7 separate regions of the Drosophila melanogaster genome follow, and all the other regions are linked to region 7. Evidence: chromatin contacts called from public Hi-C and targeted proximity ligation data. All regions are on one chromosome and are shown on one strand. The core of a region is the stretch at or near the end of the contact, and the rest is flanking DNA. Distances in the headings are between cores, read along the strand shown.

Region 1 (4,036 bases), core at 807-3,306, 400 kb before region 7:
TAGCCTGGCTAAGACCTTTTGAGTGTCATTTGTGGCTTGGATTTTGATGACGATGGTGGTACACCCTTGTCTGCACGTCGACCAAGTCTCAACTCGGCTCTTAAATTTTATTTTTAACCGCACTCTTGACACTCAAAGCACTCGGCTCAATTTCAGCCCTCAGATGCAAAATCATAATTTTTCCAAAGCGCCGGTGACGTTGGTCAATCATCGTGATGCGTTTATGGCATTGCGGGTGCTCCATCAGCGGGGCTATTATTATTGTTAGTTTACAGGCATTATATTGTTTTATTGGGTTTTTTACGCACTCCGGTCACGACTTCATCTGTTTGAGACACGTGATTTATGGGGCCCAAGTGCTGGGCGACCCGGCCCACTTGACACTGAAGAGTTTTTATTGCCCACCCGGCAAGCGGTGCAGAAACTGTTGATTTGGTTTATTTTGATGCCGTGATTCGGATTCGTATTTGGTAATTTGTATTATTTGATATCCGTCTGAGCAGCCACCGTTTGTTGTCTTTGGCTGCGGAGCGTTAAATCGCCAGCATTTTTTGTATCAACTCAGATTTGTATGCTTGTTGCCTTGACAAGGTCGTTCATGAAGTGCGTTTGGGGAGTGTTTGTCCAAGTGATTAAAATTTATAATATAAGTAGTGAGTCCATTGAAGTAGCTGGCCTATAAATAACTTTAGCACTGGCACCACAACTGCTGGGAATAATGCACTTGTGTTACTTGTTTGCTTGAGCCAATTTTTACACTATGCGTTGGCATTGGAAACTATTTGAGTTTGCTAATTTGCAAATCAAGTATGTAAAATGTGAATTCGTTAGCAAACATTTCATATATTCTGTGCTAATTATGAGAAGGTTCTTTTGAGAGATGTGCAACACATAAGCAGATAGTTTGTTTAATTTTTTTTTTTTTAATCTCATACAAAAATCTCAAAAAGTGCAGTCTCACTTTCTGCCCTGAGCAATTACTTTTTGGAAATTCCAGATTTGCAATTATCCATGTATACCCTTTGTTTGGCAGTTAAAATTTAATTAGCAAGACGTATTGTTTCCTGATCCATAATCAATTATCAGGTCACCATTTGAGTAGTTGAGCACTTGGTGGAGTACGTGTTTGAACTCCATAGAAATGAACGAGCCAGGCTATTTTACACTTGCCGCCGAGTCATGCCAAATGAATATGCATAAAAGCTGGGCAAATATCGAATAAAGCAATGCAAAATGCATTCATGTCCATATGCTCAGATTGTAGCTATAAAAAGAAACATATGTATTGTACTCAAGGTCACTGATTTTACGATTCACCAAAATCGCCAAAAATTAGATAAAAAATGTATTGTGAAAGTAACTGCGAAATCGGGCGAGCTAAAGCCAAAAAAATGTGTTCAGTTGCCCATTAAAGAAACGATTTGGCTGTTGTTCGTATGCAAATGAGTCTGGGTCAAGCATTTGTAATCCCCTGAATGCCATCTTAATGATCAGCAGACCCATGTAACCAAGACGATCTGGTAAGGTTGCTAGCGTAGCCGGAAAAGCGTCTCTGCGATTCAAATCTTGACATTGAACTTCACCAGGGGCAGTCCAATGACTCGTTCCATTATTGTGGTTCCAATATTAATTCAAAGATCGCAAACCGTAAACAGCGGAAGCACTTTAATTCACCTACTTGAGCGTTCGCACCTCTGCGCTAATAAGTCGGCGACAAATCGCTGATCATCGACTTGTCCAGCATGATTAGGCTTACGATCTTTCGATCAGCGTGGCGCTAATCAACATGCAGCAAATTCCCCAAAAATAGCTCGTAAATCGGACAAAAAAATTTGCAAGTTCACCCGATGAACTTGAAAATAAATGGTCCATCGTGGATCGGCGCTCAAATGTATCTTGTATCTTTCTTTCGTGATCGCTCGAACGTAGCGCGTTGACCGACTAGCCCGGCAGCTACCCGTGTTGTTAACTCAGTTTTTGAAACTTTTTTTTTTTACTTTTTTACTTTTTGATCTCGCATAGGCTTCAACGCTGCAGGCCGGGCAGCAACGTTTCATTTAAGCGCCGGACATCAGCGGGCGCGCATGCGCATTCGTCAAGTGAATAGGTGAATCGATCCGGAGTATCTGTGAATTTTAGTGGCCCATTTTTATACAGAGCATTTCGTAAGTGCATTCTATAGCCAATCGATTTGCATGGATTTTGCATTGGCAAACGTGTTTAGAATTTCATAAGAGAATTTGTGACAATCGGTGCTGCAACGTGCGTGTGTGTGTGTTTCAATCTGGTCTACTGACGTAAACTTTATAAGCATTTAGCAAGTGGTTTTTTCTTGTGAGAACTTGTCAAGTTGCTAGACCGACAAAAAATGCAGTTCTGCGGTTTTTGGCTAATGAAATGTATCTGTGTTGCAGGCTTAAATGGAAAATATTGTTCACCCTCGGTATTTGGAATCAATAGTATTAGTTACCGAAAGATATATATAAATATACGTATATTTTCTATATATTACTCTCACTTTCTGAACTTAAAAAGTTAATTTATAAAATTTCTTGTATTACAATATCAACTTAATTAGCTGGATGATTTCGTTTTGAGATAATTTTTGAGCAACCTAACCGCAATTTGTTAATACTTCCTAATGGTCAACTTAATTACTCATAAACATAATTATTTTTCGAATCAGATTTAACAAATTTCATGTTATAGTTATCAAGATCTTTAGCCCGTTCGTCTCAGCCAATTAAGTTCGGCTTAATGACCCACATTGATTGGAGTGATTTTGATAGCCAGAACCTTAATGAATACATCGCCCTTCGGAAGGCGTGTCCAAAGTGAAACCGGCTTTAAGTAGTTCTGTAATCGTCGTAACCGATCGAGTGAATCCGACTACAAGGCCATGGCCAAGAAATAGAACTTAACTGAACAAAGACAGAGTCGTGGAATCTCATTATTGTGGTTTATTTTAAGCAATCGATGAACCAGTTTTCAACTTGGCTACTGTATCGTCTCATTCAACTACTTGCCGGCTTTATTGAGGTTAATTGAAATGATTTATTAACATTTGTGCAATTTTTGTTGGCGCTTCGAAAATTCCCAAATTGAGATAATTTGCATAAAAAAACATTTGGCGCCCACAACTTAAAGTAATTTAATTTCGACCTTTTTTGAGGATTTTTTGAGCAATATTGTTTTTTTTTTATGAACATCCGTGTGCGGTTTATGGGTCAACGCTTAAATATTTGCTGCGTCTTCGCGATCGATTTATTTTGATTTTATTTGCAATGTTTGCCTTGATTTGGTTTCTTCTTCATTTTAGTTTTGTTTTGACCACGAACCGGTTGGCTAGCATTAACTGAATTTCGCTCCTTTTGCCAAGTCATTATTTTTATTGGCACTTTTGATTTTGGTTTTCTTGTAACCCCAAAACCTGTTGAACTTGAGCTCAAAACACGTTCAGGATGAATCGGAGTGCATCGGGTTGTGAATAGGGCTCAGAACATGAAAAGGAAAAAAGTGAAATCGTTCTCAAGGTCGCAGACACTCGCATGGGAATGCTAATTTCCTCAGAATATTCTGACTTTCTATTTTCTGAACGTTAATTGAAATGTTTTGAGTAGGAAGTTTTACTTTTTATTAAAAACAGAGTCATAAACAATGTTTATATATATGTGGTAAAAAAAACTTATGTCGCAGCAATGCAAAAAGTTTTTAAAAAAGTGCGCTTTTGACATTTTAACAACACGCAAGAAATAACGATTATTTTTAACAAGGTTGTCACTAAAATTCGTTTCACTGAAGAATAATATAGATTTTGAACACACATGCAATCGTAAAAACTGTTTCCAGTTTTTGTTTATTTTAAACGCAATATTCAACCTTTCAGGTTAAACCAAGATGAGATTCTGTGGAGTGCTGATTATCTGCCTGTGGTATATTCAAGTCACCTGGTCCCAACTTCTTGTGGATTTGGCTCGTGATTTCGAGACTTCTTTTCTAAACAATAGGATCCCGGACACCACACGATTCCTGCCGG
Region 2 (3,849 bases), core at 76-2,575, 260 kb after region 7:
AAATGGAATCAACACAAGATTGCTATGAAAATTGTACATGAATTCAAAGATTATTCATAAGCATGTCCTAATTTTCCATACGCCGTGCATAATTACAGAAAACACAGTTGCAGAGGGATACGATTTCCATTTGCATTTCCCATTCCCCGTCCCTGTCGCACTTCACACGCTGCTCCCCCGGGAGCTATGTCCCATCCTTGTTCCGCATTAGCAGAACGCACTTCCACTTCATTTGAGTCGCAAGCGGCAGAGCGAGAGGGTAGATGTTGTGGAAGTGTGGTTTTAATTGGCACACAACAACAACAGCAAGCAGTCTGCTACGTGCTGGCAATTACATTTTACATTTTACTCAGAGAGAGAGACTAATCAACTAATAAATCCATAATCACTGTTATTACGTATGCTGCCTGAGATGCTTAGACTTTGAAGTTAACCGGTTAAACTTGGCTAACAAGAACTGAGAACTACTGGCCAACAACAACTGCCGGCTTTTCCCCCAAAAATGAAAACAAAACAGTAGAAGGCTCTCTTGCTCTACCACTTTCTCTTATACTCTTATACGAAGTACCTGTATTTCAACTGTTTTCCTCTCTCGCATGACTTTTATCGCATGCGATTTGTTTATAGTGCAACGACCACAGACACGAAGATAATTCGTGTGTCTCTCTCTTTTTCTCCCACGCATCTGTACCTTCGAACGGTATTTGTGGGGTAGAAGAAATTGCTCGACTTATTATATCGTTTGCCACTCAGAAGTTAGGGAAAGAATTTTATTTTTTATAAAAATCCTAGTCAACTAACATAAATCAACTGAAAGCTCGATTCCTCATATTATCACATTGTGTTATTGCTACAAGAACTGTTGTTCTAAAAATTCTTATCAGTACGTCAAAAATATAAAAAAATTTCGAGACTAGCATTTTTATCCAACTCATATTTATTTATAATAAGCTGATTATATATAAAACCCAAACAGCTTTATAGAAATAACTTCACACGTTATTTAAGGTTAAAAAAGTAGCAAGATAGGATGTTATTAAAAGTAGAATATAAAAAATATAATAATAATTTAAAATGTCTTAACAAACTGGAGCTTAAGGAACCAAAAGCAAACAAAATGATATAAAACATATAAAGACTGTGACAAAATTATTAAAATTTAAAATAAAATATATTAATAGGCTGATTACAAATTTAAGTAAATAATGTTTTCTATATTGAGCAAAGGGTATCTTGCCGCCGACTCAGCCACTCTCTCGTCTTTCCCTCCACACTAAGCGCACTACCAGCTCTTCATCTCTCAGTTCTTCTTTCTTTTCGAGTCGAGTTCAGTTTGTTCCGAATCGCCGACGTGAACGCACGCTTGTCGCGCTTGTAGCAGTTGGATTTTTGATTTTCCCAGCCAGAGTCCCGCGTTCGTGTGTTGTGGGCCGCTTTTGTTTGTCTCGTTTTGTGGCCAGCGATTTGGCAACCGAATAAGCCAAGTTAAGAGCAACGCTACGCAGCACAAAATCCATAAAAACAAGAAACACAAGGCGCAATTAAATGCAAATGTGTGAAAGTGTAGCAAGCATTTAACCAAAAATAAAATCGCAAAAAATCGCGGCTTCAAAGTGCGAACAAGCGCGAACAGAGAAGCTAAACAACAGTGCCAGTGCGTGTTTGTTCGTGGCAGCTTAAGAAAAGCCAAATAAATATTAATATTTGCACAAGAGATCGCAGCGGAGTAGCTAACCTCACATTTAATAAAACACGTATTAAAACGGTAAGTATTTACGTCTCCTTGTTCAGTTATTACACTTTGAACCGTGCCATCTCGCTCTGTCTCGTTATCTCCCATTCGATTTTGCTTTGTGCTAAGCTTCGCTTGGCTCGCGCTAAGCTCAGCTATCTCTGTCCCACTCTCTGATCAGTCCAATTCGCCTATAATTGCACAGAAAAAAATTTACCAAATTGATGGCTCATCGGGCAATTGGTTGACATTTTGTTCCAGTTTTGATCACAGTCAGATAAAATCAATTTAAAGTACATAAAATGAGCTGTAAAATATTTGTAAACATCTTTAAATTGATCTATTAATACTACTACTACTACTACTACTACTACTAGTACTCTGCGTAAAACCGTATTTTTTCCTGTGCAAATTGGCGATGAATAACAGTTTCAGCAGTTGTAACCGTTGCACAATTTTCCCCAGTGCTTGTGTGTGTCACACTCTTGTTGTCCACAATTTCCGTGGTTTTTCTCGGCACTTTCCAGGGAAATGTGCAAAATGCTGCAGTGCAGCAGCAAGTGCTCTTCGGCCTTGGGGTGTGCTTTGCGTTTTGGCCAACCCATGAACGAAACAAAAAAGAAAACAAAGCCACACGCATTTGGCCCAAAGCTCACGAGCCAGCATATTAACACTTTGAATTTTTGGCCAAAAACCAGTTTGGAATCGAAAAAACAAACAGACACAACAAAAGTTTATTTACTACCAAAGAGAGCTTCGTTCAACAGGTTTTCATTGCGGGGACTTTTATTCGTATTGAAGGTGGAAATACCTGGGTAATGCAGGTTTCAAAAGTACTTCTAACAAACCAGAAAATGCCCACTTGTGCTTTAAAAGCTAATAAGTTGCTGATTAGAAACAGCAAAACAAAATAAGAGAAGAAGGAAGGGACAAGAATCTTCTCGCTTGTACCAATTATGGTAAAAATCGTATGACCTTATGATAAACTTAGACTTTTGTTTTTAATTCATTTCGATTCTTCTTGGGTTTTCCAACACCATAAATCTCTTCTTAGTTGATAGCCCTTGACCACTAGCTACATTTATATGAAAAATTCGGAAAACCCCAAGATTCAACCCCAAAAGTTCAACGATTATCGCTCAGAAGCAGCAGGTCTTGAATTCAAGAACAATGCTGTTTTAACAATAATTATACAATATATATAAATTTTGATTGTATTTTTTTCCGATAGTTAACATCCTGCCATTGAGCTTCTTTCGCCTGAGGGTTTTCCGAATAACTGTACTCTGGATTTAGGTTAAGATTTTTCTTCTTTGGCCCACATCAAAGGCAAAGAAGCTTTCAAAGCGGCTATAACAATGGCGGCAAACTGAAAAAAAAAAATGCTAGTCTTCGTCTGTGAAGGTAAAACTGCGGAAGTCATTTAACAGTCTACTTAACTTCTGCCAAAAAAAAAAGAAGTGAACGAAAAAAATGAAGTGGAAAACGGCAAACTGCAAACGTTCAAGATGCTCCGCTTGGGTCTTTCGTCTTGGCCACGTTAGAAAGTAGCTGTAATTGTGGCTCCGTTATTGTTATGGCCAAACCGCCACTAGTCCAACTGCAGGCGGTAAAAGTTGCCCAAAATGAATTGTCATACAAACACGTTTGTTATAAATATTTCTGCACAATGAGAGACTCATTTAAGATTCATTGTACTCGCTTTTTTAGTTGTTAGCTTTATTTTTCCCCCTCTCATTATTGAGGGCGTTTGTCCACTCGGTTGATAAGCGAAAAGGCAGAAAAACAATATTCAAAGCTGACTCCGCTTTGGTTTTTACATCTGCCAAGTGTTTTTTAGCTTTCTGCTATTTCACTCTTAGTTATTGGCGACTTGTGTTGATAATTAGCACGTCGGCTTTCAGCGTTTCTATGACTTGTGGTCCGCTCAGCGTGATGAGTCAGCCTCCTAAGCTGAAAAGAGCGTTACGATCGAACCACCATATGTCTTACTCTCCCGATCTCAGATCAGCGGGCGGTTTAACCCAAAGTCAAACCAGATCCGTGACGTAAATGGGAGACAAATACACGCAAAAAAAAAACAAGACTGAAGATCTGAAGATTGTATCTATAAGATC
Region 3 (4,024 bases), core at 3-2,502, 410 kb after region 7:
TCTCCACGCTGTCCGAGATGATCAAATCGCTGACCATCTACATGAACAAGGACTACCATAAGCACCAGCTTCTGGACTTGGCCGCTACCTGCCGCAAACTGGGACTCCATGCCGTGGAATCGGCCATCGAGTTGGCGCTGGAGCAGGTGAACAACAACATCTATTGGCGCAGCCACTCGTACCACAGCCTGAAGAACTTCCTTGAGGGGATCGTCAGCGAGTTCCAGATCAATATCTTTTAGGAGAACACATGGAAGTTGGAAATGGGGGAGAACTCAAATTGATTTCAACCAAAAAATGCGATTTAGTTATTGTAACTATTACCATTATTTGTATTCGTGCAAAGGCCTCAAATTAATTTAATCAAACGAATTATTTGCGAAAAGTGATATAAACGTGTAAGTTAGCCAGCATAATTTAGGTAAACGATTTACTTTTTGCAATTGTATATTTATTTATTTGTAAGTCTCGCTTCTTTTGCTTTGCGGCATTGCTCTGCAACGTTCCTACTAAAAAATAGAAAGCAATCGGAAAATGCATAGTTCGAATAACTCCCATTCATCACTTCAGGCAACAGTTTAAGTCCACAACACAATATCTGCCACGAAATATCTAAAGTTTAAAACCTGTATTATCTATATCTATATCTATACTTATGATTGTCAAGTACTTTGTGTTGTTCGCACACCTTTAGATCCTAAGTGAATCAATCTAGCACTAAGTGAACCAAAAATCTATTTTGTAGTCGATCCAATCAAGGGACTTAATGGTCCTGGAAGGAAACTGAGCATGGGAAGATAATGAAACTGAGTGTCCTTAGTACATGGTTTAAATTGTTTGCTAAAGCAAGAGTAGTACACAACACACAACACACAAGTAATATATTTATTCATGTACGCGTGTAACTATTATGTATTTTGTAAAGCCCAACACAAAAATACTTGTATTGCTGCTGCACAACCATGTAAATAAGTTTTAAAGCTTACACTAAACACTTAAATAAACTATGTATTTACGTAATTTTATTCAAAACTCTTCTTTAATTACTGCTTATAAACTTTGATTTATTTTGGGAGTTTTGAATTTGGCGGTTAAGAAGAAATTAAATCAACTGCTTATGCGGCCCTGAAATTCAGTATTTTCAACAGAATGGTCACACTTTATAAATATATGAATAAATTGCACTTGATGGCAACCCTAAACATTGGTTTTCAAGAATTTTCTGGGTTTCATAAAACGGTCTTACTATCAACTAAATTTTTGTAAACAAATATTAACACAGCTTGTATATTTGAAAAAGTAAGTATATAACGAAATTAGCAACAAAATAAGACAAATTAGGTTACCTAATAAATAGCAGACCTCATCTTTGACTTTTGTGGTATCAATCAGTCGAATACTTTGGTGTTTTCCTGACACCCGAGATACTAGGCTTTGTTTTGAAATCCCTAGTTCAAACTCAAACTTTATGCAATTTCATCTAGTGAGCAGAAGGAAATGGGACGCTTCCGAAGAGGACAGATTCATCGACATCTGGATCCACAACTTGCATCTGTTTGAGCCTGGCAAGAAACTGACAGAAACCTATGCGGAACTGGAGCCCTATTTTCGAGATGTTGGCGTAGAGATCAATGTTCAAGGCATAAAGTCGAAAATGGAATCCCTGAAGCGGAAGTATTTCAAGTCAGTACACAACTTTCAGATGAAGAATCGGTTTGATAATCTCTGGGATTTCAGTTTGTTACACTCCGACCAGGAAGACCAAGCTATCACCTGGAGGCACTTCGATGCGATGGCTTTGGTGGTGAGAGCATCTGCCAACGAGGGGAAGGATTCGGAATGGAAGGACTATACGCAGCCATCAAAGACGCCTCGTAAGAGTCCATTGAATTCCAACAAGGAAAATGTATCTAATCAAAGACTTCGAAATTTCAGATAAAACGCGCTCTTCTGTTTATATGAACAATCCCGCACAACGTATCAAATATGGTTCGAAATTCATAAAAGTTTAAATTGTATACATTCTAAGCGGTTTTCATTTCTTTATAGAGACACCATTCAAAACCGTCTTCGTGGATGAAAGTGCTGTGAACTATTTTGACGATGAGGAAATGCCCAACGCCAAAAGAGTTAGGAAAAGATTCGGCAAAACCAGCAATGTCAGAGTAAAGGCGCGAAGAGTTTGGCAGCCGGCGGAGGAATGCATATTCGTTGATGTGTGGGAAAAGTTCGCCAGTCACATACAGAGTGATAGGAAAAAAATGGATGTCTACAAGGATATGCATAATGAACTGCAGCTGCGTGGTGTTGGCATATTACCGGGCGATATCAAATCCAAAATTGAATCACTTATGCGCACGTTTAGGTAAGAACTTTATAAGCTTATTATGCTGTTATAATACATTACCAATAATTGCAGAGCACAGCGAGATTCGGTGGGAGATAAGTCCGAGTGGATTCATTATTCGAAGATTTTAAAGATCCAGACTCCTATTGATTTCACCAAGCTGGATGTATTTTCCGAGCACAGTAGCAGCTACGAAGACGATGCGTCCTGGTTCAAAGAATTGGAGCCGAAACCGGATCCCGATCCTATCAGCCATCCACCGAGCTCTAGCGATTCCGTTGTCAATCAGTTTGACAATAAAACTCAGCCGAGCTCTCCCGCGTGCAGTGAAGACTGTTTTTGGTCTGATACTGAACCTAGCCACTGCAAGGTGTCTATTGAAGTGTTGGACCAAGATGAATCGACAAAGCCGTTCGAATCTCCCTCCATTGAAAAGCATAAGGCTGCTGAAGAATTTAGTCAATTTGTAACAAAAGAGCTAGCCGTCTTGAATGATGATTTGCTAATCGAAGCAAAACGCCAAATATACAATATCATATGTGTCTTGCAGAAGAAACAGAATGAAGTAAATAAAAAAGCATAGTGACCAATTAAACGTATCTTTTTTCGTACTTGAAATTAAAAAAAAAATCAAAGGTTCTACCGAGATTTGAACTCGGATCGCTGGATTCAAAGTCCAGAGTGCTAACCATTACACCATAGAACCGCGTTGGCAGCCTGGCGCAAAACAAAACATTTACTGCCGCCAGATAACACGAAACAATTATCCTATTTTGGACACTAAAATTTTAAATAAACATTTATCCGTGATATTTATTTTTAAAGAAAAGTTTCTAAGCATCAAATCTTTATATGAAAAAAAAAAATAAAAATTAATTCGAGCAGGTTCTACCGAGATTTGAACTCGGATCGCTGGATTCAAAGTCCAGAGTGCTAACCATTACACCATAGAACCTTGATACGAGCCACGCTGCTAAATGACACTTTTGTGCTGCGGGCACACTTATCTTTGGTTCTTTGGTGTGTCAAGAAGGGGGTTGAAGATAAGGAAACGATAGTTGATTCAAAATAGAGTGTTTTAATTTGGTTCAATACGTTCAGTTAAGTATTTAGAACATTTTTAAAACAAGCTAAACCTTAAACTTACATTGGCATTTTAAGGGTATCGAATGAGCACAGATGTTTGTTGCCAAGCAAGCCGGTAAAAGTTTGTTTGATCGATATACACAATATTGAATTAAAACATCGAGCTGCTCCTTTATTTATTTGATATTGTAAAGCCGAAAAATGGAAAAGGAAAAAAAGAAATCTCTTTTGGAAAGATACAACATACCAATTCACTATTTGGACTTCGCCCACGTGGAAAAGTGCACAAATGCTCGCGAAATGGAGAAAATCGTCCAAATCCTGCGCTCCGGCGAGGAAGGACATTATCCGGACTTGCAACGCTGTGCGGAGGAAAAACTGAAGGCACTGAAACCGGATAGCAAGCTATTTCGCTATGAGGAACAGATAAAGCAAAGCACTGACCTGGACAAAACCGAACTAAAGCCCATTCTGGTAGGTTGTCTACTTCATTTCAAATAAATATTTATGGATTAACCTGTATTTATACCTTAGGATTGGACTGACGCCATAAAAACAAAGGACAATGCTCTCAATGAGCTGAAGAAAGTT
Region 4 (3,878 bases), core at 1,011-3,510, 270 kb before region 7:
GCGATAGAGATAGCTAGTGTCCAGCAATATGTAGATACAGATACGAAGTCATCTGCGATGACTAAAAACCCATTTTATACTTGTTTGACATTGACAGTGAGCCAAGGACTGGGAATGGCATAAATGTCAGGTTAAGAGATTAGACCTCCGCAACTTATCGCGAAATATTGTTTACCACATCGACCCCACATTTCCCACGCCATATATTTAACACTTTGTACACGCGTGAATAGCTTGTGGTTCCTAAGAACAGATAGATATTATAAAAGCTTGATATATGCATATATTAAAAATACTGCACAGTTTAAGAATATATTAATATATCTCTAGAATACAAATCATTTTTTCATCTATTAATTTCTAAACAGTTATCTAAACACACTTCACAGAACGACACTAGATATGTATGTACACCCTTATCTATAGAATTATCTATAGATGTTGCGGATTCACTCAGCAGACAACACCCACCTACACTTGCCGGCAATCAATCGAAGACTGAAATGTTTCGAAAACTAGGCGAAATATATACGATGACAAAAAAGAAAGAGGAACGAAGAGCAGCCAACGCATGACAACAAAAAACAATCAAAATAAATTTACGTTCCTATCAAGAGACCGTTTATAAAAATAAACCGCCACATGTCCGTCTATATGTATTCGTGAGCTTGCTATCAGTGAAAATTTTGAATCGAAAACGACGAAAAAACGAGCCCCCAGTTGCGTTTTAGTTCCAAAGGTTTTGCATTATCATAACGAGATTTTAGGTCCGGCCTCCTTGAACGCAGACAGTGGGTCAAAAGAACATCCAACAGTTGAGATAATACTACTACTACTACTACGAACTGACGTCAACTGATTAGCCGTAAACATGGGTGGTAATAATTGTATACTTGTCTGAAAATAGGAAACTTCGAGCACTCCCATACTTCTATCTATGCCCTTATTATGTGACCCCAAAAACTTTGTTGTGGTAACTGTTTACTAGATAAGCCAATGTACCTTATCTAGTCTTATTTCATCGATTAGCTTATACTTTACAATGAGAATGTATACCTATAATTCCATTATATTCATTATAAAATTTCCCAAAGCTTGATATAAACGATCAAAGGAACATAAATTGGTTGTTTTAAATGTTCAAAACTCTTCTTAAAAATCCTAATCAGGTTGATCTTGAAAGGAAGTCCTTTGGAGTACCAAAACTTGTTTTCTGTAGGTTTCAAAACAACCCTTAAACTTCTGCCCCTCTTTTCTCATGTACTCTCTACAAACTATCGGTAAAATGTTTGCTCTCCTTCATTCACTGAAATCTCAATTAAATGGTAGGTATAAAATGCAATAGACAAAAGCATATTGCGTCTATCATGAGAAGACGTCAACAATCTGATGAATTTACGATGACGTTGGCTAATTGAAGTCTAAGCGAGAGAGCGATGGGAAAGTATACATATGTATATCGCGATGTATAGTACATACATTTAACATTTGCGCCAACTATTTATAAAGAAAAACCGCAGCGGCGACTACAAATTGCAGTTGAAAGCCTGCCAACAAGCAAATGAACTCGAATGAAAGAGCGGATGAAAAGTAAGAGAGCCGGTTGAGCCGGTAGAGAAAACTACTACTCACGAAAGTGAGCCAAAAGTCACCCGATAAGGCTTCTTATCGCCTGCAGTTCGCGTAGCCCCCCCACTCCTTCAACCGCGGTGCATAGGTCAACAACACTCGAGAGCCTCGAGGTTCTAGAACTTGTCATAAAAGTGGCGAGCACGCGGAAATGGTAAGATTAGAGAATAATTAAACTATATTCGAATACGCACTCACTAACACTAACACGCCTACAGATTCGCTGCTGCTCTGTAGATTTGGATTACGAAACACCCAGAGAAATGGGAACGATTACGCGACTTTTCAACTGCACTGCCGCCAATGGGGGGAAAAATATCTGAATTTTTTTTAAGGGGCTCAGGGGTTCTGTTCACTGCGTATGACGCCCACTCACCGAACTGGAAACTGAATCTGGGATGTGGTGATTAGCTGCTGGCTACTGGCTGGGTCCGCTGCTGCTGCTGCACTGGAGGAGAGCGGTTAACGCTTTTATTTTCGGCCCGTGTCGCTGCTACTGCCGCTGCCGATGCCTCTGCTACCGCTGACTGCGGCGTCAACGTGAAATTCCAAAGCGAAATAAGCGAGACATGCCGAGCGAGACCCCAAAAGGTTGTTTGGAGGTCGTCGCCGACGGTGTTGGGCAACCGACTGAGCCAAGCGCTTTAAATTCCCAGATCCCCAAACGAAAGGTATCCAAAATAAAGCTCATTCTGGGAGCTTTTAGTGGGGGATGGAACCTAACAGATAAGCTGTAAAACTTATTAGACAGCTTTGAGAAGCTTTAGCTTTCGTTTGGGCGGTAAAAATTTAAATGAAATGTGCTCAAAGCGTATTAACATAATAAATAATTTATCTTAAGATCTCAAACACTATACGATATATATTGAAATAGTATTGAAATGTTAAAAACAATAAAGTGCCACAAACTTAATGTCGCGTCTTGCTGGATATAGTCATCCCAAATCATCCTCATCAAGTGAACTATATGTCTTGCCAAGCTTTCTTGCCCAAAACTATAAAAAAGCATTAAAAATGAAGTGTTATCTTTGCAAGTATTTGTATCTTTTAACCTGTCAACAACATTTCCTATTCTACTTATGCATTGAAAAGAGGGTAGAATAATTAATTTGGTGTATTTTAACCTTAATTACGAGCGACCTGCTTTACTTGGGGCGGTCAATGAATTTTTCGTGACCATCAGCATCAGGCGCTCCAGCGGCAGCGCAACAAAAACGAGGGGTGCCAGAAGCAGCAGCTAGGATAAGCGACTTTCACGCCATGCCTGACCTCCTGCAATGTTAAAGGACTCAACCCCCTGGCACTGGAAACAGCTGATTGAGAGCGCAAACTTTGAGAAAATATCCCCCTATTCTGCCATACAATCTGTTCGAGCGAAAGAGAAAATCGTTTCGCTCTTTAAAATGTCCTAATATGACTTTGGCACAGTTTTCTGAATGAAAAGAATGACTGTGGAACGGGTTATAACATTTAAAGGATTTTAGATATTTCATAGACTATCTATGCTTAGGTTTCTTTAGTTAAAGTGATACAGTTGCTAGATATATATGAAATAATATGCTTACCTAATGAAGGAACCTTAGCCACAGTGCTCTTCATTGTCCTCGCTCTCTTTGTGCCTCGTGGCTTCGTCCTTCGTCCTGTTTCGGTTCTCGTGCCTGCCTCACTCGCTTCCCATTTTCGTTTGGGGATTCTGGTTCAGTTTTCAGTTCGAATTCGTGCGTCGGTCGGTCGAGTTGTGTGCCAAACGCTCGGCACCTGTCGCCCAACACGTGTTGCGTTCCACTTGCGCTGCGCGTCTCCTTCGCACACCCGCGTACACCGCGGCGTATACGCTACGTACTGTGGTGCAGCCAAAGCGAAATAATTTCTGATTATTCTAGTTATGTGAACCGAAAGTGGAGTGCATAAGAGTCTGAAATTCAAGCACCAGCTGTGTTTTAACTCATATTAAATTAAAGAGGAGATACGAAAAAGAGGAGTGAATTTGTGGTTCAGAAGAATGATAAATTGTTTTCCCAGTTTTGGTAAGAAACGATTTGGTTCGATTTGGTATACTCATTAAAAGTTGATGTAGATCAGATTATAAAGTATCTTTCAAAAAACTACAGAAAAATGTTCATTTCTAAAACTAATATTGATGGAACCCTTTTTTTTGCTTTACAATAAATGGCAAGATTAAAGATTAGGGCAAAATAGCTAGAAAAGTTTTTGATCAACTATAGTTAGGTTATACTATATTTCTATTT
Region 5 (3,999 bases), core at 376-2,875, 300 kb before region 7:
ATTCGATTCATAAGTTAATTAAGTCAATGTGCAAAGCATATGTGTATTCTAGAGTTTAAGTTGTAGAGCCGAGTAGTCTTACACCGAGCACCTAGTGCCGAGCAGTGCTTTTTCACCTGCCCAACTGGAGCGTCTGTTGCAGGCGGCATTTTCATATTGAAAATGCATTTTGGCCAGTGCACAGTTGGTTTTCCAGTTGGCCAGAATGTCAGTCAGCAGTTAGTTAGCCTTTGGTTAGCCAACGGCTATTGGGCCATTAAGTCAATTTGCTTTTTAGAACACCGCGGGCATTGCGTGCAGCTAAATACCTCATTAGTTATAATTTGAAGTGCGAGATGGATGGCGGCAATAGGTCAAAGGTCGGAGCCATCGGCACGGCCCATGCATAATGCATGGAAAATGTTCGATTGCCCCTGGCATTTGTATCATTTGCTTTACTATGCTGCAGGCCAGAAAGCTTTATACCTTAAGTTCTCCTGCTTTGATTTCCCTTGGCTGCACAAAAAGGCAACAAAAGCAACACACACTCACACAACACAAAAAAACCTCGAATTTATATTTCTAAAGTTTATATTTTATAAAGAGTGTGTGCATAGGAAATATCTATAAATATTCATGCATGTGTGTCGGACAAAGGAAATATTTCAAAACCAATTATTGTGATGTTGAGCAAGGGGGCAACCAAGAATGTAATTTCGAAATGCATTAAAAATAACTTAAAACATGTATTAATAGTTATAATATATACAAGCTTATGTGTGTATACATACTTTACTAAATAGTGATATTTTTTCAAATTTATTCAACTGTCATTCGCTAAACCATTCGATGTAAGCGCAAAAAGCAAATGTAAAACCAAACCAAGTTCAATGTGACAAATTAGCTTTTAATCCGAAAAGAAAAGCAACTATTGGTGGTTGATGCAAGTCAAATCCGGTATATTCCAGCCAAGCTGCTAATAAATTCGAAAACGAAAACACAACCAAACCATACCAAACCACAAAAAGAGCAAGAAACTATTCAAATAAAAGATTATGTGTCTTAAAAGAATTAATTATCTTGACTTTTTCACTGGGGGCAGTTCAATTGGGGGATTGAAGGCGATTCTAACATACCCACGCTGATCTCCACATCTGCAGCTCCAGAGGTTGGTCCAAAAAGTTCTGGGCTCGCACTAATTAATAGAGACCCCAGCGATTCGAGTGAATTTATCGATCCAACCATCCAACCTGCTCTCAACTTTGCCGACAAGAGCTCTAGAACACGAACAAACACTTAACCAGACGGAGGGGCGCACGAGTTCAGCATTTCATTCAGTATTTCAGCACTCGTTTGCCCGCCACCCATACCCGTATTAATTGATTCATAAACCGAAAAGAAACAGCACGATATATATTAAACTCTTTATTATTTCAATTTTGTATGATTGTGACATACGCGTGTTTCATTTCAAAATTTAAACGAATTGTACACGTAGAGAAATATTATTGTTATTTTTATTTGGATACCAAGCTAAACCCGCCTTCAATCGCTTTTTTAGATAAGCGAAATACGAGATTGTACAATTTCAGATCAACAAACATTGGTAAAATAAATTGGAATTATTTTTCTCAGTATTCCGTTCTCGGACTTCAAACAGCCGATTTGATTGTCACATTTTTGAAAAAGGGGAAAGCGGCGGAGGTGTCACGATGTCTTCTGTATATGGGAGTCGGTGATTGGTACGAGTACGGGTTTGCTACTTAGAACCCAACCACGGAGATCAAACACTTGGTCAAGCGAATTGGTGGGTATTAGAGGATTAGAGGAGGGCCGCCTGGGCGTTGCAGTGACTAATGATTGGACAACGGGCAAAATATCAAAGAGCCATGGCTTGCCTCAACAACTGACTCACCCCACTGGTCGGGGTAAGTCCAAGTCAAGAAATGTGATAAGTACGACTGATATTCCATATAGGCACGCTAATTTTTGCAGCAATGCGGTGACAACGGAACGTCTGTGTGTTTAGTCTTTCAACAGAAAAATGCGGCACATAAACAAAATCACAATCAAAAGCGCTGCAGAAGCAAAAGCTGAATCTGAAACGCCGACCAGACTCTCGGACAACCCAGTGAGTATCTAGCGGATGCGTTGCTGTCCCTCAACAAATCGGTCAACGAGAGCGTCGCACTTATTTATTTACTTTATGATTCACTGCGCGTCTCGCTCTATGGTGCGTTTAATATGCCTCGGTGAGGCCTCTGACATTTCTACCCATCACTCGGCGTAAAAAGACTTCTGTTGTTTGCCAATTGTGGTCCGAAAATAGAATTTCCAGTTCCGAACATGACAGGCGGTGTGAACAAATTGACTGAAATATCGTAGATTAAATTAGCATATATATTAGCTCTTTTTAATTAGGTACACGGTCTTTGTGGCGTGAAACGTGAAACATGAAACCTGAAACGTTTACACGAGCACCAAATAAAAGAAACATAAACTAGCCGATTAACTAAAATAATTGAGTAGCGCCGAGAAGGGCCCTTGACTCCGATTGATGAGAAGCGCGTAGAAGAGCCATCGAAACTCTCGAGCGCATCAACTCCAACGCTCAATGGCAATACGTGTAATTAAATTCAGAGCTCTACAAAATTATTGGATAAATTAAAAAACTGTTTTCTATTTGCGTGCTAAAAATAGACATACTCATAAAATCAACAAATTTGTTGCGATATGGCGATATTACCCAAAATGTCAACTTGCTTCCGTGGTGTGAAGCCATAAAAATATTAATTTGAATAGCTGCATTATTAAATAAAACTTAAGAAACATTAAAAAACCATTTTCGTATACCCGCTGAGTAGCAAAACAAAAGTAGAAAGAATGCCAAATGTCATTAGAACAGATTTTGGCATTTGGCACAGAGGCACAAATTTCGATATTTCTTGTTTTATTCTCAGCACAAGCGTTCTACACAAGCAACGAAACGAATAAATTGGATTTAAACGCTAGAAACTGTCGAAAGTCAGGTGAGGAGCAAAGAAGGCCGTGTGGGTGGACAAGCTGCTGTCATCTTAAGCAAATTTGTCGATTAGGCAAGAGGAAATAAACTTTGCGACTGCGACATATTGGTTTTTTTCCCAGATCCGCCGATATGACACGTCAGTGCGTCATCTGATGTCAAAGCTCGGAAAACTAAAGACTGAGCTGAGATAATCTAAGCGCTGTGTCAATGAACCTCACGGAAGTTCGGGCCCAATCTGTCATAGGTGCTCGCCAAGAATTAACTATCAATATAGCCATAAATCTAAGCGGTTTTGGATTTATCCAATTTGCATGTGAACTTGAATAATCCGAGTGCATTGACTCCGCTGCACACCCTTGAGCGACCAGAAAAATCAACACGGGCGTCTGATTCTGAGATACGGCCATGGATTTATGTTATGTTCAATATTTTGGGGATCGGCGCTTTCCGCGAAGCGTCCCATGTATTTATAACAGCTGCAGTCTGTCCGCGTGGAGTGCTTTGTTTTTCACGAAACTACTGCTCGAATTCAATCTGCAGACTTAGTCAAAGTCAGGCCATGTTACTCGTATAATATGCAAATATACGACAGGCCTTATCAGGCCGCTTCGTTATCGCTGATGGGGCACTAGAACATCTAACAGCATAATCAAAATGATTTAATATATTTGCCTGTGCAAACAAACACACACGAGCTCTGCCTTTTCTCGAATTTCTACAATAAGTTTTAAAGTGGAGTCAAGTTTTTGGCGCAGTCCTAGGCCAAGAATCTGAAGAACTGTGCCTTTCTCACGCAGCTTACACTGGTTTTATCTTGCATATTAATGTATATATATATATATAAGAATATGGCCGCGATTCGTTTGGGGAAATGGGCCCATAAATATGCCGTCAGGCTGGCTGTCTCTGTTTTTGCCTCCGACTTATCGCTGACAGTTAACCCGCTCACGACTCCCGATTCACTGATTCGTAGTCCCTATGTCCGGGTGACGTCA
Region 6 (3,837 bases), core at 1,304-3,803, 330 kb after region 7:
AGCACCAAATCCAGCTCCAAGAGCAGTTCCTCCAAGCATCACGAAAGCGGCAGCAGCAGCAAGCGCAGATCCAAGCAGTAATTTAGCATCTCTAATAATTAAGTATAAAGTTACAATCCGCATAAAATTCTGAACGTTCATTCATAATAATAATTCAATAATTCATTTTCAATAAATGATTTTTAAAGATATGTACGTGCTATCGAATTCAGTAAATGTAGGTAAAAGTAAGAAAATATTTCAAGTTTTTATTAATGAGGTTACAAATGTAAAAATACAGAAAACAAAGGCTCCTATCCCTGGTATTTCCGCACAGTGACGGCTGGTGTCCGCGGACTACGGCCGGGCGTGGAGGAGTCGCCATGGCCGTTTACCTTGCGCAGGTTAACTCGGGTCACAGGTGAGGCCTCCTCCTTCGAACTGGACGCCAACGCGCTGCGGGATGAGGGTGTACGTGAATCAACCGCCGTCGCCTTATCCTGGTCCGCTTTCTTTTTGCGTTTGACATTCACAATTACGTTGGCATCCATGCTAACGTCGAGCTCGAAGTTAAACTCATAGGTCTTCTTGGAACGCGGCTGTGGAGTGAGGTCATCGTTGATCACGGTTTTGCCACCGGGACGTCCACGCAGCGAAATAGACGGGCTGAAATTGATCTTGGCATTGGGAGTACGGAGCCGCGCTGCTGTTGGTGTCTGTGGCTTGGGGCTGGCCTTCGGCGTGCTCCTTGGCTTGGGACTGGCCTTGGGCGTAGCTCTCTCCCTGGGTGTTGACTTGGGCTCAGTCTTAACGCGCTTCTGGCTGGGTGGTGAACTATCTGCGACTCGCTTCAAGGGCGATACCTTGGCGTTTCGGGCTGATGGGGTGACCTTTTTGGCTGTCTTCTTGCGATGTGACTTCTCCTCCTCCTCCTCATCATCTTCGCTGGCGGAGATTTTTTCGTCCAGTGATGAGTTCAAGACTGGCGAATCAATTTTTTTTGCTTTCCTGGCTGTTGCTGCCTTGCTCGTGCCGGGCGGACTTAGATTATTGTTGCTGCTGGTCTGTGGCTTCATCTTAAAGTCGAGATCTCCGTTGTTTGGAATTTTCAGCTGCTTCAGCGCACTTGAGAACCAACTGCGACACTTGTCGTAGTCCGGCTCCTGGTTGTGTGTTAGTTTTGAGACATACTTCATGAAATCCCCAATTGGCGGGGGCACTCCCTTCGGAAACAGCGTCTTCAGACTCTCGCCTATGTTATCCATAAATGCTTCCTTGGCCTTTTGAACTTTGGGGGGTACAGCCAGTAGTTTCTGCGTGACCCACGGCAACTCCGCGCCCAGCCACTCGATGAGATTGTAACCGAGTATCTCCAGATCAGCTCGTCTGGTTGGCACGCCCAGATGAGCATCCCTTGATGTGTATTCTATGGTGCCATTATGCATCTTCTTGGGGTCCGGCTTGAAGTCACCGGTGACGAAGTGTGAGGCCAGGCCGAAATCCACCAGGTACGCCTGCGCAGCGCCGCCTTTTTCCAGGCCCAGCAGTATGTTGGCTGCCTTAAGATCGGCATGAACGTAGCCGTTGCTGTGCATGTACTGATAGACGTCCAGCATCTGAATGGCCAGTCGGTAGACAGTGCCCTCGGGCAGTCGCTTGCCGTTCTGTTCCAGAAACTTGGTCAAATCGCTGCCGTAGCGCGGCATGACTATAAATCGATGCTTTTCACCATTGACCTCCACGGAACCATTAGCCAGTATGTAGGGCATGCCCAGGGACTTGAGACCGTGCTTCTGCATGAACTGTTTGATGTCCTCCAGCTTGGCGTTGCGCAGGTAGAAGTGCATCTCCACGAACAGAGGACCATTGCCATGTGGCTCCTAAAAATACGATTATAATAGCAAATCTCCACAAAAAAAAAACGAGCGGCACTCACGCATTTGACCACAGCATCGTAGTTCTTCTCACCCACTTTGCAAGCCGCGTAGATCTCACCGAATCCTCCAACTCCGATCGAGGGTCCAATGCGCCACTGGCCTTTGGCTAAATCGGTGAAAACTGTGCCCTCCTTCACCTTCTCCGGCATCTTGTACAGCTTGCTCTTGGCCTTCTTGGCCGACACCACCTTCTTGGCCGGAGCGGCGGCTTTCGGCTTGGCTACACGCGGCATTCTCTGGGCAAGATCGTCGTTAAATAGCGGCCAAGTATAATATTCGCAAATTCCGCTCGAAATGCCGGGCCATCAGGGTTGCCAATCGGCGCGGGGAGTAGCGTCCTTCAGGGTTGTCAAGTGAGTGACAGCTTAAAAAAAAATATAACCCAGTAGGACTACTTGTAAAAACGACGTATTTCCAGGGCTGTTGCCGAGTCATTGAAACATAAAAATAAAAAAGGATGATTATGATTTCAAGGATATATTACGATAGACAGCTCTGCAAAACGGCGCCACTTGGCAATGTGCGGCCACAAAAGGAAGCTACCATCTAGGGGTGAGGGCATATCGATTGGCCACACATCGATATATTCCGTTCCACCCCTGGCGTCCGCTGACGGCGTCTTTTCCCCGAAAAAATTTCAAGTAGTCGAAACCGAATTCCGTAGAAACAACTCGCACGCTCCGGTTTCGTGTTGCAACAAAATAGGCATTCCCATCGCGGCAGTTAGAATCACCGAGTGCCCAGAGTCACGTTCGTAAGCAGGCGCAGTTTACAGGCAGCAGAAAAATCGATTGAACAGAAATGGTAATATTGCGGTGAATTTTTGAGCGGCAGCGCATCTCGCTTTTCCCACTGCGCGTGCCCCCCGCGAATTAAATATTGATGCGGGGATTGCGGAGACGCGGACAACAAAGTGCACGCAAAGTGGACACCACGTAGGCCGCAACAACAAGGAGCAGCGAAATCGGCGGGCATTTGTTATTGTGCTGCTGCGGGCAATCGGCCGTAACCTCACTTTGGCAGCGGTGCCTCCATTTTGTGTTTTCTTCTGCGACTCGTGCCACATTCGCTTTAATTCGTTATTTTAAGAAATGCATTGTGCTGTGTCTATTCGCAGGCTGGCGGTAAAGCAGGCAAGGATTCGGGCAAGGCCAAGGCGAAGGCGGTATCGCGTTCCGCGCGCGCGGGTCTTCAGGTGAGTTTTACAATCTGTACCTCGGTTTTTGGCGCCTTTTCGGTACCCACCTCGCCAACGAGCATATTCCACCACACTAACAGGGTGCCCGCCTTCGTTGGTTGGTTGGGGTTGACAAAAACATAAACAAGCCAGCCGGTCAAGCCAATTAACCAGTTACCTGCCTCTTATGTCCCGGACAGTTCCCCGTGGGTCGCATCCATCGTCATCTCAAGAGCCGCACTACGTCACATGGACGCGTCGGAGCCACTGCAGCCGTGTACTCCGCTGCCATATTGGAATACCTGACCGCCGAGGTAAGTGTGCTTCCGCCGAGTTTTCCCGCTTTTCTCTCGTGGTACTTTTTCTCGCTTCAATGTAAACAGCATTTACCAGAAATATTCAAGGGAAACATTTTTTTTTCCACAGTTGCATTCTCTCCACTTTTCTTATTGTGTACAGTTATTTCGAATTTCCCCGTTCCAATTCAAAAACACACTTTCTTATTGACATTTCGTGTGGAATGAGAATGATGAAAATGTACATCTAATTCATGAAATGCTCGAGGCGCACATTATCAGTTGTTTAAATCTAAATAACAGTAGTTTCGATTTAATGTATAACGCTTTTAATTTTCTAAGAATTATACAGTTTTATAGAGTTTTTGCGCCATTAGGCAGTTACACTTTTCCCGCCTTTTTTCCGAATATAACGTTTACCGTTGAGTTTTTTTTTTTTAATGTTGTG
Region 7 (3,703 bases), core at 1,182-3,681:
CAAATTTTCATTTCTTGTTCATCTTTTGTTCGCGTCGCTTTTTTATCAAATTAAAAGAAGCTCTGTATGAGAAACTAAAAGTTTCAAGTTATTATTAATATTACTGATTTACTTGATTACACTTTTAAAGCATAAAGTTTTGAGAAAGTTTTTCCAAAAGCCAACCGAAGTTTTTTCCCCTTGGTTTCTATTGTTTTACGAACTGCAATTATTTCCGTTCTAAACTTTTTTTGTTCGCCAGTTAGATATTATATTCTGTTATTACACCAAGAACTATAAGTTCTTAGCAATGAGTATAGAATTGCATTGAAAATTACCTTTTTTAACATAGATATTTCTGCTGCTATCAGTTAGCATAATAATATCAGCATTAACAAAGGTATCCTTCATCCTGCGTTTTTCCCCTCTATCCTTTCTTTTTACTTCCTCTGACATCCTTTTATCGGCCCTAAATTTGTACTGGCTTTTTGTGTGTGCTCGGATTTAAGCTGCGATAAATTCGCAGATTCTACGGCTCAGATTCTTCATCTGCCATTACGCACGCATCTCCATAATAATGATAGTAGTCATAATAATAATAATAATGATGATGATGGCGGTGATGATGCCACATAAAAGGCGGCGGAGCCCATTTCAATTTCAATTCGACAAAAGGCGCGTGTATCTGCAAGATACATTTCTATCTCAAGAGCGCAAAATTGCGCGGCAAACCAAAGCTCGCAAAAAGCAAAAAATCGCATATATGAATGCTAAAATATATTTCTGGCTTACTATTATATTGTTGATGCCTTTGCTGTTCGAACTATGAAAGGCTTTGCAAAAAGTAACGCACATCGCAGACAAACTTTTATCCGTACGACAATTGAAAAAAAACAATTCGATAAATCAAAAGAAAAATGAAAAAAAACGCTTGTGCGAATTTGAGCTACGGTTTTTTGTTTTGAATACACAGAAAGTAATTGGATTGCGTTTAAATTTGTAATAGCATTTAGATTTCTAATTGAATTTTATTAAAAATTCGTTTGTTTTATTAACCAAGCAAGCAAATTAAACGAATAAAATAAAAAATGCTTCTGGTTGAAAAAATATTGGAAATACTAGCTTATTTCTTCTGTGCATTGTGGCGTTCATTTGTTTACAGCCCTGCGATATAAAACTTTGTCTCGTTTACATCTTTTTCGAAATATATTGTATAATATTCGGTTTTGGTTTAAGATAAAACCCAAAACTGGAAGATGAGCAAAAAGCCGGCTGAGCAAAGGAAATCACATTGGGGTAGTTGTTGTTATATAAAACAAATTGTACGCGAATTTTTGCACAAAAACACACAGATACACGACACACACACACAAAGAGCCGCAAAATCCGGCGCTCAGGAAAACAGAGAGCGAAAGAGCGGATGAAGAGGACGAAGGGGAGGAAGATGAGGAAACAAACGAATTTCAGCAACGACGCAAATTTCGATTTCCTCGAAATTTCTACCTTCTATTATGCTCGTTCCTCTCCCGACTGCTGCTTCTTCTTGCGCTTCTTGTTTGGGCATCATATACTTTTTTGTTTGCAAAAATAAAAAATAAGGAGAAGAAAACAGTGAAGAAGAAGCAACAGCAGCGGCGGCAGCAGCAGCGCAGCTTACTAAGCTTTTGAGATGCCGCCGTTTTGCTCCTTGTTTTTTGTTTTTGCTACGCTCTTGCTGCTTTGCCTTTGCTTTTTCGGGTATTTTGCCTTTGGGTTTTTTTGCTTTTTTGCGTTTTTGCCTTTTGCGTGAACAAGAAGCAGCAGCAACTACTGTACTTGGAGTTTTTCCTTTGCTACATACATTCGTATATCCTTTTTGCCGCTTTGTTTGTTTGGAATTTCTCAATTTTCAAATACTGATGCCACCCACACGCACACACACAAACGTACACGCACTCCCACTCGCACACATACACGCACTTTACGCTTTTTTGTGCTTTGCTGCGTCTCCAGTTTCTTGTTATTTCGCCCTTTGTTGTATTATGTCATAATTTATTTGTCGCCCAGGACTAAACAATGCCGGAATTTTGCACAATTGATAAAGCCAATGAATCACATTTCGTTTTCATTAGCCCCCACTCGTGCTGTCTTGCTCTTTCTGGCTGCACCGGCTCCTCTCTTTTACTTTTTACTTTTTACTTTTCTGCTACCTTTGTTGTCTTTTTTGCATTTCCGCTTTACGTTTGTGTTTCGCTCGCACTCACGCACTCAAACACACGCAAACACAGACGCACACATAGCTGCAATTACTGTTGTTGCCCAGCTTGTTTAACTTTTGTTTGTTGTTTGAAACACACACAAGCACGCAGCGTCGTCGAAAATATCGCGAATTTACAAGCGCCGGCAAAAATTTACTAGAGAAATCCGCCCGCAATTACACAGAGCGACGCAGCAAACACGTCCAAACTGTTCGCCGAGCTTTGGCGCACTGCTTAACTTATGCTTATGAATGGAACGGCGGCGACAAGCAGCCCGTTCGGCGAAAGAACGAGAAAGCGATAGTGATACTCCCCCAATTTCTCTTTCTCCTCGGCGCTATGTTAACCGATTCGGGAAAGGCGCCGATTTGAATGTAATACGATTGCGATCAGATGGAAAATTCGCATCTGTTTTAAAACGTAAAAGATAAAAACTACCAGCTTCTACTTCTTCTTTACGATGTTGTCTTGCATTGCAAAAATCGAACTCCACAGCTTTAATCATTTAGGCTTCACTTAAACTTAGCACTAAAAATAATGCTCAATATCTTCTTAAACACCAAATAGACATGAAGGAATATCAAATACACATTCCTATGACAAAAAAAAATGTTAAACAATTTCAGCTCTTTTTAACATCAAGATACAAAGAACAAAACCTTTGGGTTTAAATCGGTTAACATTGCTTAACATTAAGCGGTTGTAAGAGAGCAGCAACTTAAGAGAATTTGTACACTCTTTTATCTTGCTCAATTTGAGCTTTGAAGAGAGCCGGCAACTTTTGTTTTTGTTTGCGACGCCAAAATTTCAATGTCGACGTCGCAGTCGGCAGCGTAAGCTTTTCGAGCAGCGAAAAACAAACAAAACGGAATGCGAGTAAAGCAAAAAAGAGACACAAAAAAAATGCAGTTTGTTGAATCTAGTACTAAGATTTAAATTTATTACAGACAAACGTAACTTTTATTTTGCACTAGAAAAATATTACATATTATATTATTATCTTGTGTTATATTATATTATAATTACTTACCGAACACCAAGTACTTTACAGTATTCAAGTTATTTTCCTTTTTTAACGTAATTAATGAAAATATTCATTATCTTTTAATCTTAATTTAAAATATTAACTTAAACTTCATCTCAAATAGGAAGGCGCCGATTAAAAATCGGAAATAGAGATGGCAAATAAAACGAATGGTTGTTGTCTTTACTAAAGGTGAGTTGCGCAGTTGCTAGTAGTGTGACCAGACGGCGATTCACAAAATTTCTCCAAAGTGTGAACGTATGCGAAGATACTTCGTTGATGGAAGAGGAGTGTCACCTTTTTCTTGGTTTTTCCAGAGCGTCATACTGCAAAGAGTTGTTGTTGCGCGCGGGCGGACGACGAGAAAAAATTGTAAACGCGGATGAAAACAACGGTTGATTTTCACCCAACGCTCGTGATTTTCGACCGCTTTTGAGTGTGGAAGCGAAAAAACCGCCTGTTT

Evidence for each region. Hi-C and Micro-C count contacts between places; a contact is called where the count stands out from the background.
Region 1: a Hi-C map of the Kc167 cell line shows a contact between it and region 7, with 4 times the contacts expected there.
Region 2: a contact with region 7 is called in a Hi-C map of the Kc167 cell line, with 2.3 times the contacts expected there. A contact is called at or near these places in 2 of 107 Hi-C or Micro-C datasets (the Kc167 cell line and eye imaginal disc) and 2 of 7 datasets of targeted methods (the Kc167 cell line and the S2 cell line).
Region 3: a Hi-C map of the Kc167 cell line shows a contact between it and region 7, with 3 times the contacts expected there. A contact is called at or near these places in 1 of 107 Hi-C or Micro-C datasets (the Kc167 cell line) and 1 of 7 datasets of targeted methods (the Kc167 cell line).
Region 4: a contact with region 7 is called in a Hi-C map of the Kc167 cell line, with 3 times the contacts expected there. A contact is called at or near these places in 11 of 107 Hi-C or Micro-C datasets (the Clone 8 cell line, the D17-c3 cell line, the Kc167 cell line and 4 more) and 2 of 7 datasets of targeted methods (both in the Kc167 cell line).
Region 5: a targeted proximity ligation map of the Kc167 cell line shows a contact between it and region 7, with 4 times the contacts expected there. A contact is called at or near these places in 3 of 107 Hi-C or Micro-C datasets (the D17-c3 cell line, the Kc167 cell line and embryo) and 2 of 7 datasets of targeted methods (both in the Kc167 cell line).
Region 6: a Hi-C map of the Kc167 cell line shows a contact between it and region 7, with 4 times the contacts expected there. A contact is called at or near these places in 1 of 107 Hi-C or Micro-C datasets (the Kc167 cell line) and 2 of 7 datasets of targeted methods (both in the Kc167 cell line).

The regions. Positions count from the first base shown.
Region 1 is chr3R:26,131,098-26,135,133 of dm6, forward strand. CG6142 reads left to right here and starts at 2,057. Exons shown (of 4, transcript NM_143209.2): 1 at 2,057-2,165; 2 at 3,887-4,036. The coding sequence starts at 3,898.
Region 2 is chr3R:26,797,716-26,801,564 of dm6, forward strand. It overlaps Tl (Toll), which reads left to right and starts at 1,326. Exons shown (of 4, transcript NM_079794.3): 1 at 1,326-1,765.
Region 3 is chr3R:26,944,282-26,948,305 of dm6, forward strand. CG14252 reads left to right here and starts at 1,253. Exons shown (of 6, transcript NM_143256.2): 1 at 1,253-1,299; 2 at 1,485-1,683; 3 at 1,738-1,874; 4 at 1,936-1,989; 5 at 2,050-2,365; 6 at 2,420-2,967. The coding sequence starts at 1,299. The coding sequence ends at 2,930. CG46339 reads left to right here. Exons shown (of 12, transcript NM_144487.3): 12 at 1-1,028. The coding sequence ends at 242. It overlaps Spag1 (Spag1 axonemal dynein assembly factor), which reads left to right and starts at 3,549. Exons shown (of 5, transcript NM_143257.3): 1 at 3,549-3,907; 2 at 3,968-4,024. The coding sequence starts at 3,635. It overlaps tRNA:Gln-TTG-1-2 (transfer RNA:Glutamine-TTG 1-2), which reads right to left and starts at 3,053; the gene lies at 2,982-3,053. It also overlaps tRNA:Gln-TTG-1-3.
Region 4 is chr3R:26,259,331-26,263,208 of dm6, forward strand. Ald1 (Aldolase 1) reads right to left here and starts at 2,261. Exons shown (of 4, transcript NM_170262.2): 1 at 2,006-2,261. It overlaps CG6154, which reads left to right and starts at 3,332. Exons shown (of 8, transcript NM_143214.2): 1 at 3,332-3,656. It also overlaps asRNA:CR44321.
Region 5 is chr3R:26,233,700-26,237,698 of dm6, forward strand. lncRNA:CR46061 (long non-coding RNA:CR46061) reads left to right here and starts at 1,626. Exons shown (of 3, transcript NR_133456.1): 1 at 1,626-1,907; 2 at 1,957-2,110. It overlaps CG12290, which reads left to right. Exons shown (of 1, transcript NM_001300611.1): 1 at 1-1,001.
Region 6 is chr3R:26,864,376-26,868,212 of dm6, forward strand. His2Av (Histone H2A variant) reads left to right here and starts at 2,554. Exons shown (of 5, transcript NM_001276068.1): 1 at 2,554-2,720; 2 at 3,034-3,111; 3 at 3,294-3,407. The coding sequence starts at 2,718. It overlaps ball (ballchen), which reads right to left and starts at 2,432. Exons shown (of 3, transcript NM_143251.1): 1 at 2,401-2,432; 2 at 1,916-2,280; 3 at 230-1,859. The coding sequence starts at 2,149. The coding sequence ends at 294. It overlaps IntS12 (Integrator 12), which reads left to right. Exons shown (of 1, transcript NM_143250.3): 1 at 1-184. The coding sequence ends at 81.
Region 7 is chr3R:26,532,786-26,536,488 of dm6, forward strand. It overlaps plum (plum,), which reads right to left and starts at 2,432. Exons shown (of 11, transcript NM_001260388.1): 1 at 1,939-2,432. It overlaps scrib (scribble), which reads left to right and starts at 3,565. Exons shown (of 25, transcript NM_001260393.1): 1 at 3,565-3,612.